Regions from separate parts of the Mus musculus genome. Here regions 2, 3, 4 and 5 are each linked to region 1. A link is a contact called in public HiChIP or PLAC-seq data. All regions are on one chromosome and are shown on one strand. The core of a region is the stretch at or near the end of the contact, and the rest is flanking DNA. Distances in the headings are between cores, read along the strand shown.

Region 1 (2,877 bases), core at 193-2,692:
TTGAGGTTCTTAATGCTTCTTCTACTTAGCTGTCCAACTCCTTCCCTTGGTTTCAGAGACTTCTACTATAGGCTCCCTAAACACGTTTTCTTTGCTTTTTGTTTTTGTTTCCACTTCCTCAAATTCTGTGAATTCCTAAGTGTGTCTTAATTGCACTCCACAATTCATAGATATTATAGTTCAACTCTTTTCTTCACTGATGTTCGATGTCACATTCCCTTCTTGCCTCCTTCCTCACTTCCTTTAGCTGGACTGGTCTGTTGTAGAAGCCATTTTGGTCCTGTTTGTTTGTCTTTAATTCATGGAAATGTATTTCTATTTGGATTCCATTTCCTTACTGACTCTCTTACACATCCTTCTAACTTTCTCCCCTGCATTTCTGACTTCCTTTTCTGTCCTAAATTGATTTCCTTACTCCATTCATCTGCCTGTTTATATCTCATCAATGGCATCAATCATATTTTAGTATTTAATTGATCATTTAACGCTCTATCACTGCACTACTGAGCTCAGTAGCTGAGGAATTTCGGTGTGCTGAAGGTCTCGTCTTGCCTTGCTTTTGTGCGGTTATATGTTTCTGTGTTGTAATTAGCTCATCTGTTGGTTTCACTCCATCTGCCAGTTCTGCCTGGGGTCTTATGGAGCTGCCCTTTAATAGGCCCAATTCTCAGCAGTGCCATTCAAGAGGAGAAAGGAACAACACCATAAGCAACACCAGCAAGTCAAACAAGATACACAAATACCCTCCTACTCAAGTAGGAATGAAGATGAAAGCCTGAGGGCGGGAGGGCAGAGTGAGACTACATCACATCCCACTGTTGACCAAGAACATGAACTGGACAAGGCAATGGAGAGATGATAAACTAAAAACTATGAAGGATGAAGGTAGAGATATGAGTGAAATGAAGGGAAAGGGAAAGAAAAATTAAAGTTATGCAAAAGAAAATCCAAATAGAAAAGGAAGACCATGAAGAGGAAGAGGAAAGACCAAGAGATTTTAAAGGAAGAAGGGAAAGGAGAGGTTGAGGAGAAGGCAGGGAAAACATTGCCTAAAAATGAAAAGTTAAACAAGTCAGGTAAATATAAGAAGGGAAATAAAAATTCAAAACAAAAGTATTTGGAAAACAAAAACCAGAGGCCTTCCATGTAAGCTAGTGGAGCATACGTTTCTTCCCTGTGACCTGGTTAAAGGGAAGAGTCAATTCTAAGAATTGGCCATTCCAAAAAGAAAAAGACTAATAGCTTTGGAATCCACAGAGGTGACAACAGACACCAACTAGTGACAAGCACTAGTTGAACAAACCAGACATAGCTCCAATGGTGTGGCTACTGGGCAGAGGTGGGGAAGCACCAGCCCCACCCAAAAGATAAGAATAAGCCAGAGCCTTCACAAGCCCCAGATGCAGCTGCAGGCTTCCGTGAGACAATGATTCCTCAGGCTAATGAGTCAGCAGCAATGAGAAGCATGGCTCTGTCTTTCTATGACTCAGGGGGGCATCCGAGAAGCTTAAGCCTGAGAGAGATCCTAGTTTGGAAAAGAGAGCTATCCTGAAGGATGGAGACAGCTGAGTTCAGCCTGCCACAGCCCCGGGTTGTGACACAGCCTATGACACAGATAGAACATGGAACGCTCAGAGGTGCAGCTTGTGGGAAGCTATATTCAGATTATTAAGAGCGGGACCTCAGTCTCAGTGGCCAAATGCCAATCCCTTTAGCTGAGATATCACTGGATTTTGACAGCCGTAAGCCTAAAGTGAATCAACTTGTAGAGCCACCATCTCCCTTTTAGTGCTGTAGAGCATGGGAAGGTAGCATTTCTTCAGCAGAGTGAGCAACACTTAGGGAATCTTCAAATGGATGGATCTAGAAAGTACAGTATTAAACAAGATGACCCAAACTTGAAATACAAAGTACACGATGTGACGATCCTAGCCTATTGTGTATGTGTATGTGCATATCAACAGATAAGTGTGAGGAAAACCTAAAACACCAGAGAGAAGATGGAGAGAGGAGACCAACAGATGAAGAACAGTGGAACTTAAAAGTGGAAAAGAGAGCCAGGCGGTGTTGGCACATGCCTTTAATACCAACACTTGGGAGGCAGAAGCAGGTGGATTTCTGAGTTCAAGACCAGCCTGGTCTTCAGAGTGAGTTCCAGGACAGCCAGGGCTACAGAGAAACCCTGTCTCAAAAAACAGAGACTATGGAGAAGGAAGCTAGAGGAGAGTGGGACAGGGGAGATGGGAGAAGATAGCAGGAGAGGCAACAGGAACAAAGTACAACCATGCATATGTGTGAGCAGGACACAATGAAACCCATCCATTAGTATGCTAACTTAACAATGAGTGAAAAATAAACAGACTTTTAAATGCTGCTTACTACAGTCAGCAAAAATCAGAACAAACATGGTCTGGACCTGCCATCCCAACTGTCCTATTCTTTAGTCTTCTGTGGGTTTTGGTTTGGTTTGGTTTGGTTTTTGTTTGTTTGTTTTCCAGTTTGGGTAGGCAGGTAAATGTGACGTCTGTTATCGTCCATTTTTATCTGGAAGCAGTTTATTAAAATGTAATGATCACACCAAGCTTAGTGGCACAGGCCAGTGACCCCACATGGCTGTGGAGCAGAGCAAAGGACATATGTGGTGGCGAGACCTCCAGGTTTGGTCCTACATCATCAGAGCTCCCGGCTACTCACTTAGCTGAGGACCAGCCTGCTGAAGAACCTGTGAAGGAGGCAGACTACACTTGGCCCCTGGGGTCTGAAATTGACTGCTGAATTGTCTCTGGCATCATTTTCTCCTGGTTTCTGCTGCCACTTGGGAAACAGCTTCTCTTCCCACAGTGGCCCTCCCACACTGAGGATTCTCTCACATCTTGG
Region 2 (2,877 bases), core at 166-2,665, 230 kb after region 1:
GACACCTCTTGTTTCTTCTCTTTCCAGATTCCACTTGTGGTCTTTTTAAAAAAGATTTATTTATTATATGTAAGCACACTGCAGCCATCTTCAGACACACCAGAAGAGGGCATCAGATCCCATTACAGATGGTTGTGAGCCACCATGTGGGTGCTGAGATTTGGATTCAGGACTTCTGGAAGAGCAGTCGGTTCTCTTAACCACCGAGCCATCTCTCCAGCCCCCTACTTACGGTCTTTACAAGTGAGGGAGTCTATCTACCCACTCTTTCCTTTACCTCTAGCCCCTCAGGCTGGGCACAGGCAGAGGAACACCCAACGGAGAGGCCCCCTGGGCTGTTATTTGTACATATTTGAGAAACGGTGGAACCTACCAAGGAAGCACATGTCGCACATGTCAGAGAAGTTCTGAAAGTCTTGAGAATCTCTGGTCCACTCAGGGCTCTTCTAGTATCTTCCCAGTATTGTCTTCCAGAGCCGAAGTTTAGGTGGGGAGAGGTATTCTGAGCACCTTCTCCTACCCTAACAGTACTTCTCTGTCCTGCCTGGGCAGGGGACCTTGGTGGTATCTTTATAGGCTTGTCCTTAGGTTATCTCTGTGTGTCTTCATCCTTTTTTTTTTCAAGCAAAGCAGATTTTTAAAAAAAGATTTATTTATTATTTATTTTTATATGTAAGTACACTGTAGCTGTCTTCAGACACAGCAGAAGAGGGCGTCAGATGTCATTAAGGATGGTTGTGAGCCACCATGTGGTTGCTGGGATTTGAACTCAGGACCTTCAGGAAGAGCTGTCAGTGCTCTTAACCACTGAGCCATCTCTCCAGCCCCTGTGTCTTCATCCTTATAAGACTTTCAGATACTTCACTTTGCTTCCCAGCCACCCCCTCCCCCCCAACACGACCCTGTGCTGTTGCCAGGTGTGCCTCTGGACAGCCAGCTGGTGGTTGGTCATGACTGTATGTGCTCGGGGCCAGTTCGTGGTGGTCTCTAGGGTGACCTTCCTCTAGATGGGGTGTATTCCATGTAGAGGTTTATGTCCTGCTGCCGCTGAATTCTTCTGTCCTGCTGCCACTGAATTCTTCTTCAGCCACTTCTAGAGTAAGAGTTTGGAAGAGAAACAACCCCACCTACACAGGGACAACAGACAGACAGACAGACAGACAGACAGACACACACACACACACACACACCTCTTTTAGAAGCAGGGCTGAACTGACTGCACACACCAGTCCTCTCCGCATTTTAACTTGCGAAACCAAGCTTCTGTTGACAAGGCTCTGCCACTTCTGTAAAGCTGTTAATTTTGGGCAAGGATTCAGGAAGTGGCCACCCCCACGGTCCCCTGAACACAGAAAGAGCCCAGAGCTTCCTTATTTCCACCTCCCAGGGGCAGCCGACTGAATTCATTTTTGTGTGTTTCCAGACTTTTGACTCACCACCGGAGAATTCCCCAAGACTTGCTGAACAAGTGGGTGGGTGAGCAGGGGAGGACATTGGAGGATTACAGGTTTTAGTCTTCCTGTTACTAAGCATCTCCCTGCTTACCGGATCTTAGGGACAATAAATACTTGCTGAGCCTTAAGGAAGGCTGGAAGATCCGAATGAATGGAATGTAGAATGTAGGGTAAAAATCTGCAATTCCAGTCTTACTGTAGATTGCCCTCCTTTGAATCTGAAGGGTCCCGTGCTTAGCTGGTGGATCCTTTGGAGGCTCTGATCTTGAAGGCCTTGAATGGGGTCAGGAGAGGAGAAGTGAAGGGCATGTTTATTGTTTGTTTCAGTTCAGCCGTGCTGAACTTTGAACCCAGAACCCCCACCTGCTAGGCCAGCCCTCTGCTCCCTCTCTAACCCCTCTGTGGGGTCCTTTACTGGGGACATCTTAGGCCTGGAGTACTGATGAGGTGGAGCAGAGGTGGCTTGTGAGTGTGATGTCCTACAGAGGTGGCCTGGACAGCGTTGTGAGGACACTGGTGGATGATAAGTGTTGGATGCTAGGTTAATGTCACATGGTGTGAGGTGGGGACTCTTTGCAGAATATATGAAATAAAGATTTAACTAGTCAGATATAAAAATTATGGTAACTTTTACTTTAATTTTTTTTTTAAGATGTATTTACTTACTTTAGGTATGTGAGTACATCTTCATGAGAGCTCATCTTCAGACTGTAGCTGACTTCAGACACACCAGCAGAGGACATTGCATTCCATTACAGATGGTTGCAAGCCACTATGTGGTTGCTGGGAATTGAACTCAGGACCTCTGGAAGAGCAAGCAGTCAGTGCTTTTAACCTCTGAGCCATCTCTCCAGCCCTTACTTTAATTTTTTTTTTTTTTCGAGACAGGGTTTCTCTGTGTAGCCCTCGGCTGTCCTGAAACTCACTCTGTAGACCAGGCTGGCCTCGAACTCAGAAATCCACCTGCCGAGTGCTGGGATTAAAGGCATGTACCACTACGCCTAGCCCTTATTTTAATTTTTAAGTGACGTGTTTTATCTTTCACTATGAGTCCTTGTACATGTCTGTGTGTATGCACATGTGAGTGCAGGTGCCAGCAGAGGCCAGAAGAGAGTGTTGGATCCTGTGGAGCTAAAGTAAGAGGCAGTAACTGGAAGATGGCTGCTGAAACTGAACTCAGATTCTTCCTCTCTGAGTGCAGTGTGTGCTCTTAACCATTGCGCTGTCATTACTTCTTATTTATTTACTTATTTTACATTACATCATTCTTAGACACTTTGTACAAAAATGTCTTGAAAGAAAATTTCCCTTAGTGTTCTGATTTAAGTTGTATTCCGGAAGACACTACAATTTCTTACTAATGGTTGACTGTCCTGTCCTGAAATATGGTATTTGATTAACCATTGTGAATGACTAGTGTGTG
Region 3 (2,877 bases), core at 124-2,623, 190 kb after region 1:
ATTCACTGGGGATGTTGCCTCCGAGGTCCCCTGCAGATGCCTAGCCCCTGTCATTTTGGAGTGCTGGGTACCTGAGTCCCTTAGTTCTTCCTTGGGTTCTCTGCTCCAAACTCCCTCTCCCTATCCTCTGGGCATTCTTCCACATGGCTTTCTCTCTTTTCTTTTTCTGGAGGAAAGTCCCTTTAGTCACTTTAGGTTTAAGGAGTCTCTGCCCCTTCCACTGTCCAGTAAGCTCTGGAATGCATGAATGGAGAAATGGTCCCTAAGCAGCTAATCAGAAATTCAAAGGGCAGCTGATAGGAGGCCTTGCATTCCAAAGACCCAACCCTGGGTGTAACCCAGGGGTGTGGCCTCCAGTGACAGTCACCTTAAACCTAGTGGCTGTCTCTGTTGATTTACACACTCCTTTTCTAATGCCATTTGTGTGAGACTCATGGGATGCGGTCTGAGGGACACAGTGAGAACACCCACCCCGTTCCTGCAGGCTGGTGTGCCCTGAGCTGAGACGTAGATATAGCAGTAAAGGGATACTGACCAAGCCAGTGCCATCTCCGCCCAATGTGAGGACAGTGATGGCTATAAACTTCAACTTCTTCTTCCTCTTCTTCCTCCTCTTCTTCTCTTCCTCCCCCTCTTCTTCCTCCTCCCCCTTCTTCTTCTTCTTCTTTTTTTTTTTTTTTTAAATAAAGGATGATTAGGAAGATTGCCAGTCCTGTGTTATACATATTTTTTCCTCCAGTGAATTTTTTTTGTTGTTGTTGTTTTTGTGAGACAGGGTTTCTCTGCATGGTCCTGGAACTCACTCTGTAGACCAGGCTGTCCTCGAACTCAGAATTTCACCTGCCTCTGCCTCCCAAGTGCTGGGATTAAAGGCGTGCGCCACCACGCCCAGCTTCCAGTGATGTTTTAAAATGACAAGCAACTACTCAAACTCTTTGGTAAGTTGAGAGCTCTTTGTCCTGCTCTCCTGCCTTTGCTGAGTAGCTGTGTAGGGGTAGGAGGTGGGAGGCTGGGGTGCCCCTTGTGTGGTAGTTATGTGTTGGCCTCCTGTATCAGTGCTCTGCCAGACTCATGAACACTTGGGGGCTGAACCTCAAGGCCATTTCCATGGTGGGGTTAGGGGGATGTTACTGCTGTGAGTCTGGACTCCCTGAAAATGCTGACTCACAGCCACCTGAGCAGTAGTCTCACCTTCGGAAGACTTTGATAATAAGTAGCTAAAACTTGTTGTGTTGATGAAAACAGAACTGGGGGTGGGGCTTGGGGAGGGGTGGGGGAGTTGGCAGCCGGGAACATAACCCCTCCTGGAGTGTCTGATTAACATTCAGTAGAAGTCTTTGAGATCGCTCAGCAGTAACCAATGAAGAAACCGTGACTCAGTGAAGTTAATAATAAACCGGTGGTTGCACTGCTGGACTGGCTGGAGTCTACCAAGGCATCCTGGTCTTTGCGGCCATTGTGTGTTGCCCACTTCCCTTTAGGCATGCCTGCTGGGGGAATGTCCCAGGCTCTGGGCTTCTTGTTCCCAAGTCCGTTGCTCCTAGTGTGTCATCTCAGCTGTAGCTGTGAGCCCCATGGGGGATTTTGAAGACATACTGCATCTGGGAGCTGGCCCCAGGGTTTGTGCTATAAATGATTGAGGGAGAGTTGGTTCAGTTTAGGATGTTTCTGTCCACTCCCTTCAGGGGTGTCTGAGGGTCACTATGGCCTGTCTTGGCCCTGGGAGGCCCCTCTGATGATGTGCTGTCTTCCCTGCTCAGGGTCTATATATGGTTTTGTTGTTGTGTGCTGGCCCCAACAGGGGAAGTTGGGTTGTTTCTGGTCTGGAAGAGCCGAGGAGGCCTGAAAGGACCAGGGGTAATCCAGGGGTCTCCCTGTGGACTCTAGGAACAGCCAAGAGTGTCTCCATGTTGGAGGAACTGCTGGCTGTGCCCTCCAGGACCTGGATGTAAATCAGGCTTCGGTAGGTTCTCCTTAGCAGACGGCCTGGCGAAACTGCACAGGTTTTCTTTAAGTTAGGTTTGATTTCTAACTTTCACTGGTTAGTTTGAACATAGAAATTGTACATATGCATAGAACACAGTGGTGTGTGTCTCTCAGCTCTAGCGTGGGGTTTTTAATGAATGTGCATTGCATCCTGATAACAGTAGGGCTATTAGCATGTCATCATCTTAGATGCTTATTATTTTTTGTGGTGAGAGCATTGAAATCTTCTACCTTGCAACATATGATATGCTATTCTCAACTCTGGAATTCTGTGCAATAAAACCCCAGAACTTGTTGGCATCTAAAACTTTGTACCCATTGGTCAATCCCAGAACACCCCACCCCCACCCCCAGCCCCCACCCTGCCCCCACCCCTGCCAGGATGGTGCTGATCACCTCTCCACTCTCACTTCTCTACTTCTCTCAGACTCTTTTTTCTTTTCTTTTCTTTTCTTTTTTTAAAGATTTATTTATTATTATATGTAATTACACTGTAGCTGTTTTTAGACACACTAGAAGAGGGCATGAGATCTCATTATGGATGGTTGTGAGCCACCATGTGGTTGCTGGGATTTGAACTCAGGACCTTCAGAAGAGCAGTCAATACTCTCAACCGCTGAGCCATTTCTCCAGCCCCCAGATTCTTTTTTCATAATCCACATGTGAGTGAGCTCCTATGGTGTTTGACTTCCTGGACCTGGCTTAGTTCATTAACTTTGTTCCACCTAAGTTGTTGCCAACAGCAGGACTTTCCCTTCTTTAAATACTGTAGGGAGTCTGGACTACATCTCCCTTATCTAGTCATTTCTCAATGGCCCTGAAGGTGATTGAATCTCTCCCCAGCTTCCTGGAACTACTGCTTCTATTTACAATGTCTCTTTCTCTCTCTCT
Region 4 (2,877 bases), core at 145-2,644, 160 kb after region 1:
GATTTTGGGGGTGTTTTCTTACCAGGTCAAAGGCAAAGGAACAGTTCCTGCCTTGTCCCCCTTTCTAGCAGAATGACTGTGACCTCCTCCCTATCCCCTCTAAAGGCTCCTTTACAAGCATCCTGTTCCTCACCCATGACCCGTGGGACTCCCAGAGGCTAGGGAAATGCTTGTTTCATTCCTTAGGGCCTGGGGCTCAGGGCCTGGGGAAGCTTTTGCCTCAGGCAACATCTCCTTCTCCCAATGTCTCCATTTCTCAGAGATAGGCATAGCCTTCCCAAACCTGGGGGAGAGGAAACAGGGTGTGGCCCGGCCTCTAGCCTGGCCTAGGATCCAGGGCCTCACCTCAGTGTTTGTGAAGGCTGCGCTGTAAACAGATCCACCAGATATTACTTTCCTAGCTCAGCTTCTCCACCATTCCTGGCAAGCCTGGCTTTTTCTTGAAGGCACAATATGGCAAGAATTGAACAGGTTTTGGTAACCTCAGACAGTGGCTGCACCGAGCAGATAGATACAATTTCTACCCTCTTTTAAAGCTACCTGGAGTGTTTTCCCGGAGTGGAATCAGAGATATTAAGGGCTGCTGGTGTCCACTAGAAACTGATGGAAATTCCATCTCATTTATGCAGACGTGTTTGAAAGACCATGCAATGGCATGCCATCATTCCCTGGAGATCGCAATGAGAAAATGGACACAGAGGCCCAGCTATCCGAATCTTGGGGATCTCTTAAGAAATCTTGCTCTGTCCTCATCTGAGAAAGGCTGTTCAGGAGATCTTCTTTCTCCTGTGTTCCTGCCAGCCTCAACCGTATTCTCTCCTGCTAGGTTCACTTTAAGAAGTCAAGGGACTTCTACCCAGCACCATCATCTCCTCCTGCCTGGTGAATTCTGGATGTTGAAGGGGCTGTTGGAGCATCCTGGGCTGTCTTAGAGACTGCTGCTTGATACACGTAGAGCCCCACGGGATAATAAGTCACTGGAGGGTATTGTAGGACTTCCTCCTGGCAGAAACAGCACTTAGACACACTGGATGAAACAATAAACTGGTTTTGCAGGAATGGGACTCGAACCTCCCTCCCCAGGTGCACTTACGTAGACATGGAACTGTTGAGCCTATAGAATACTGGGGCCCCCGAGGTATTTAGGGAGGCCAGCGAAGTGGGAGGGTATTTTAAAGAGCTCATCCCTTGGGTCAGGAACCCGAGGGGGTGAGTGCGGGGGGCGGGTGTCCAGCACCTGGAAACGCAGGACATTGTTAGGAAGATGAGACCAGGTGACCGGCAGGGCTCCGGTGCGCGGGCGGTCCGTAGCGATTGCCGGAGCCGCCTCGAGGGGGCCCTGCCGCGGGCGCGGGCGGCCAGCCAGGAGGACGGGCCCGCCCGCGAGCAGCTCGGAGCCCAGCTTCGCTTCGGCCATCGCCCCGCCGGACCGCGCTGCGGGTTCGCCCAGGTACCAGGGTCGGGAGCAGGGCAGGGGCAGCCACACGCCGCCACACTCTTTGTTTGGGGCCCCCGCTCAGGTTCCAGAGCCTGGGCGTTCGGGGTCTTGGAACTGGGTTGCAGCCGAGCAGACACCAAACCTGGGCGCGGAGACAGTTGAGGGTGTAGGGACAAGGCGCGGGGGCACCCGGGAAGGGCGCTTGGGATCCAGGACTGAGGACGACCAGGGGGTCTGCGGCGATCGGGAGTCTGGGGCTCAGCCAGGTCCTCGGGCCGACGCGGGCCGGAGCTCCGGGGCCGGCAGGGTCCTGGTCGCGGCGCCCGGCGCCTAGCTAGGAGGGCGGGGGCGGAACCACACTATCGCCGCCCCGGCCCTGCGGACTTTGCTCCCTGAGACAGTTAGGGAAGAGAAGACGGAGGAGCCGCTTGGGGCTGCAATGAGACTTCTCAGGACTTTACTCCCGCCTTTTCCAGGCAAGTGAGCTGTGTGCCTCTTTTCCTTTCCTTTCGGTTGCTTGGGAGCCAGGGGTCTCATCCCGCCTTTTCCCACTATTCGGAGGAGTACGAGTGCAGGCACAGGCCTGGGGGCCACCTGTGGCACGTGTCTCCTGGCACGCGGGCACTGTAGCTGACAAGTAGGAGGGAGGGTCCTGGGCCCCGGGGTTTCTGTGTAGTTCTGTGTTCTGCCCCTGGGGACGTTTGCTTGGATCGATTTGAGAGTCTATGCCGCAAAAAGAGACCCCGAACCCCTTCCTTCCCCAACTGGCATTCTGGCCGGTGCCAGCAGGTGATCCCGACTCTCTAGCGTGACTGAACACAAAAAGTTCCCTCCAGGGCTTGGGGCCAGCAGACCGCACTATCTAGGGTGACCACAACTGATTGGAACGCCCTCGGCTTTGTCACAGCCCACTCCAAATTTTGTTTCTTGAGTTGTGCCTTCTGCTCCACTGTATAGAGCTTCAAAACGACACCCCAAACCAAGAATACAGGAGCTACTATAGTAATAATGTGTACCCCATCAGAGCTAACCCTTTTGACATATTGATGTATTTCCTTGAGGCTTTGGTCTGTTCATATGAATACTTTTTAAAAGTGCTTTTAGTTTTTTGCCTGTTAAAAGAGATTTTTGACTGTCTTTGTGATTTTGTTGCTTCCCTCTTTGGGGCCTATGAGGTTATATTTGCAAATCAATCAACAAGTATTAAGAAAGGCTTTTCTGTGCTGAGGACCAGGAAGGGGGCGGGGATGGCTGCAGCTGGAAGCTGTAGGAGGCTAGGCCAGGACTTGGAGTGTGTGTGTGTGTGTGTGTGTGTGCGTGTGTGTGTTTATGTGAGGGAAGGGGGGCACAGACAAGGGGGTGCATTTGCTGGGTCCTGGAGAACTAACTGGGGCAATTGGTAAGAAGCCAGACCTCCGATAAAGTCATGGTGACTGCCC
Region 5 (2,877 bases), core at 199-2,698, 130 kb after region 1:
TAAATCCAGAGAGTCCAAGGATGCAAAGAAGACTCCCAAATGGGCAAAGCTGAAAGAAGACTCTGAGACCAGATCAGCTGCCTTAAAGGAACCAGCTAAGCTGCCTGCAAGAAGTCTAGATGTACTGAGTCACATGGAAGGGACAGCTCCAACTTCTTGAGCTGCCTACAGGCAGTGTTCTCCATGGTTCCAGCTTTGGTGAGCTGTCACCCATACTAGGGTGAGCTTTGAGTCATTTCTGCTCCTGTTTGTATCTTCTCATCCTGTAAGGGTCTGTGATACCATGAAGAATGACACCCCGACTCAAATAGGATGTAAACTCAAAGAGTGTTTTATTCTGCATTAGTCCAGCGTGCCGGGGTCTCCCATTACCAAGATAGAGAAACAGCCAAGTGAGCTCGCAGGCCTGATTTAAAGCACATTAGGGGATTCTAGGGTAGGTGACCTCTATGGTAATATGTTGGGTCCATTTCTACAGACATTCCGTTACCTGGGTGTGGTGGAACTTTCTGGGAAGATCTGGAAACTGCTGGTAACCCATTGTCCTTGATTCAGGCCAGGTGGCAGGGCAGCTTCTGAAGCTGGACTTGCCTAGAATTGCCCAGTTCCTGGAACCAGCCTACTCTTCTCTACCCAGACTCCTGTAAGTAACCCTAATAAAACCCATGGGCTCATCGAGTTGGACTTTGGTGATATCTCTTCTTTGGCCTGTTGTGGTCTCCCTATCTGGGGGGAATAGATCCTTGTGTAGTGTCTCCCTAGGAAAAGCCTGTCCCGCAATGCTGAAATGCACACATATGCTGTTAACCAGGTATTTTGTGAGATGTGTAACACCTTTGCTGAGTATTACCTTCAGTACCACCGTTTTAATAAAGAAAAACATGCATACATAAGGAGGAAAATCAAAAGGAAGGAGGACAAATGAATGACAACAAGTCGGGCAAGTGGTACACAGTGAGATCCTGAGAAGCAGGAGGGCCAGAAGTGCTAGGCCAGCATAGCAAGTTCAAGGCTAGCCTGGGTCACACAGAAAGGCTCTGTGTCTTAAACAAATAAATAAAGCAAGCAAATACTCAAAGGCGGGACTGGGATCCCAGCAGGGCTCACGATAAAGCCTCTCCCTCAGTAATACAGACCTGGGCGAGCGTTAGGACCAGGGTGACTGACCTTGTATCCAGGGCTCTACAAAGGTCCAGGGTTATAAGATAAATAAATCCGTGTCATCTGCCCAGGAGTGAGTTCCTATGTAAGTCCATGCGAATGCATTTCTAAAGGCAGGATGGTCATGACCTTTATGGCCTTTCTTTAAACCTAACCATGCTTTATACTAGCACTGGGCTGGGGCAGCTCTCTTGGCAGCCTTTGCCTTGGGGGCTGATGTCTGCAGCAGGGAAGGCTCTGGTCTATCACAGCAGCGTTTTCCCTTCTGCACCCCTGGATCCCGCCCAGCAGGGGCCTGACTCACAGTACAGGCTCAGTAAACATATAGTTGATCAGCAACAGGACTGCTTCCTGGCTTCAAACACTGGCGACTAAACTCTTCAGGCATAATTACAGAAGAGCCTTCCACTTTATGTCTTGTAATCCACAAGACAATGTCTTTCCTTTGCAAGCAGCCCAAGGCCCAGCGGGCTTTGTGTGGACAGACAGCAGAAGCGGGACCTCCAACTTTCCTGCCTCGCCCCCACTGGTTTACTTTATTTTATTTTTTTTTTCAGAGATGCTGCCAAATAAAGAGGATTAGCCCTGTTCCAGGGTTTTGAAGCTCTGTTGTGCATTCCACGGGGGGATCAGGTTACATGCAGGGGTGGGGCTGATTCTTGAGCTATACTAAGAGTGAGCTTCTGTCTGGAGATGGGGGAGGAGAGAAAGGATGGCAAATGGCAAAACAAATCAGGCCCGAGCCAGTCTTTTGGGCAGGACTCAAAAGGAGCAGAAGCACACACACACTGCCATTCACGCACCCTCGCTCGCAAGAATGCACACTCTACAGCGTGCCCACCTCCATTTGCAAAAGCCCGCACTCACAGGCTTGTTTAAATGCACACTGTGCACACACATAGACACAAGTTCACACTCAACAAACAGATGCACGTGTCAAGAGAAAGTAGTGTTGGTACTGTGCCAGATTCCACGTTCTGCCTTATATACCGTGTCACTCATTTTTCTGGCTGTCCTTCTGGGTACTTGTGACCACATACTTCCCAGCTGCATGAACAGAGACTCCAGAGCCAGTCCTGACCCTGTGACTGACAGCTCTGGCTCTATCAGCTCACTCACCTGTCTTCCTTTCCCACCAGCTCGGACGTCTCGGTTTTATGTAAGGCAAACATCTTGCCATACATTAAGGTGCCCAGTCTATTCTTCTGATAAACATAAAGATCTTTGGCTATGAGCTGGCAAGATGACTCGGCTTTCTGCCAAGCCTGAGAACCACAGTTTAGTCCCCAGAACTCACATGATGGAGAGAGCCAACATCCACAGATTGTCCCGGGACCTCTAACACACACAGTGGTACATGTGCACACCCATAAACACATACGCACAAAATAAATGCATGTAATAAAATAAAATAAAAAAACAGAGGAAGGTTTGCAAAGAGTCCTGCTTATAAGGTCATGAAAGTAAACATGCTTCACTGGGCTTAGGTGTCTGCCTCGTCTTTGTTTCTAATTTCCACTGTGACATTTCAAAAGCTCTTTGGCATTTGGCACAGCTAAGATGAGGGATGATACTGGGCAGGCAGTCTCGAGGCTCAATGGCTACCACATGGAGAACTCATGACCACAGTGTCCCGATCCCCAAATCAGGCGCTTTCTATTTGTGAAATTGTGAACATAAAAGAGTTCATTTTCAAGCAGACATTTCTAAGTTGGC

Evidence for each region. HiChIP or PLAC-seq counts read pairs in DNA pulled down with a chosen protein or histone mark.
Region 2: a contact with region 1 is called in a FOXA1 HiChIP or PLAC-seq map of pancreatic cancer cells. The contact joins two enhancer-like sites. A contact is called at or near these places in 2 of 484 Hi-C or Micro-C datasets (muscle stem cells and nephron progenitors), 7 of 115 datasets of contacts at active chromatin or transcription factors (acute myeloid leukemia, bone marrow-derived macrophages, embryonic stem cells and 2 more) and 2 of 9 other capture datasets (adipose tissue and liver).
Region 3: a contact with region 1 is called in an H3K27ac HiChIP or PLAC-seq map of extraembryonic endoderm stem cells. The contact joins two enhancer-like sites. A contact is called at or near these places in 7 of 115 datasets of contacts at active chromatin or transcription factors (bone marrow-derived macrophages, embryonic stem cells, extraembryonic endoderm stem cells and 2 more) and 1 of 9 other capture datasets (embryonic stem cells).
Region 4: a contact with region 1 is called in a FOXA1 HiChIP or PLAC-seq map of pancreatic cancer cells. The contact joins the promoter of Tns3 here to the enhancer-like site in region 1. A contact is called at or near these places in 8 of 39 promoter capture datasets (the 3T3-L1 cell line, the C10 cell line, the HPC-7 cell line and 5 more), 8 of 484 Hi-C or Micro-C datasets (3T3-L1-derived adipocytes, the C2C12 cell line, bone marrow-derived macrophages and 5 more), 12 of 115 datasets of contacts at active chromatin or transcription factors (the SCID.adh cell line, VIP interneurons, bone marrow-derived macrophages and 7 more) and 2 of 9 other capture datasets (embryonic stem cells and macrophages).
Region 5: a contact with region 1 is called in a FOXA1 HiChIP or PLAC-seq map of pancreatic cancer cells. The contact joins two enhancer-like sites. A contact is called at or near these places in 5 of 484 Hi-C or Micro-C datasets (the HPC-7 cell line, liver, macrophages and 2 more) and 3 of 115 datasets of contacts at active chromatin or transcription factors (embryonic stem cells, pancreatic cancer cells and trophoblast stem cells).

The regions. Positions count from the first base shown.
Region 1 is chr11:8,820,191-8,823,067 of GRCm38.p6, reverse strand. No RefSeq gene overlaps it. Among named protein-coding and RNA genes, the nearest start is that of Gm36772, 22 kb to the right of the region's middle. Within about 2 kb of position 1,442, at least 44 of the 459 cell types and tissues checked have an H3K27ac peak or open chromatin away from gene starts, as enhancers often do. A contact at or near this core is called in the C2C12 cell line, extraembryonic endoderm stem cells, muscle stem cells and 3 more, where this site is marked.
Region 2 is chr11:8,588,154-8,591,030 of GRCm38.p6, reverse strand. All of the region lies in intron 3 of Tns3 (tensin 3), which reads left to right. Among named protein-coding and RNA genes, the nearest start is that of Tns3, 75 kb to the left of the region's middle. Within about 2 kb of position 1,415, at least 159 of the 459 cell types and tissues checked have an H3K27ac peak or open chromatin away from gene starts, as enhancers often do. A contact at or near this core is called in muscle stem cells and pancreatic cancer cells, where this site is marked.
Region 3 is chr11:8,633,432-8,636,308 of GRCm38.p6, reverse strand. All of the region lies in intron 1 of Tns3 (tensin 3), which reads left to right. Among named protein-coding and RNA genes, the nearest start is that of Tns3, 30 kb to the left of the region's middle. Within about 2 kb of position 1,373, at least 78 of the 459 cell types and tissues checked have an H3K27ac peak or open chromatin away from gene starts, as enhancers often do. A contact at or near this core is called in extraembryonic endoderm stem cells and pancreatic cancer cells, where this site is marked.
Region 4 is chr11:8,663,052-8,665,928 of GRCm38.p6, reverse strand. Tns3 (tensin 3) reads left to right here and starts at 1,394. Exons shown (of 31, transcript NM_001083587.1): 1 at 1,394-1,450.
Region 5 is chr11:8,691,937-8,694,813 of GRCm38.p6, reverse strand. No RefSeq gene overlaps it. Among named protein-coding and RNA genes, the nearest start is that of Tns3, 29 kb to the right of the region's middle. Within about 2 kb of position 1,448, at least 137 of the 459 cell types and tissues checked have an H3K27ac peak or open chromatin away from gene starts, as enhancers often do. A contact at or near this core is called in myocytes, pancreatic cancer cells and trophoblast stem cells, where this site is marked.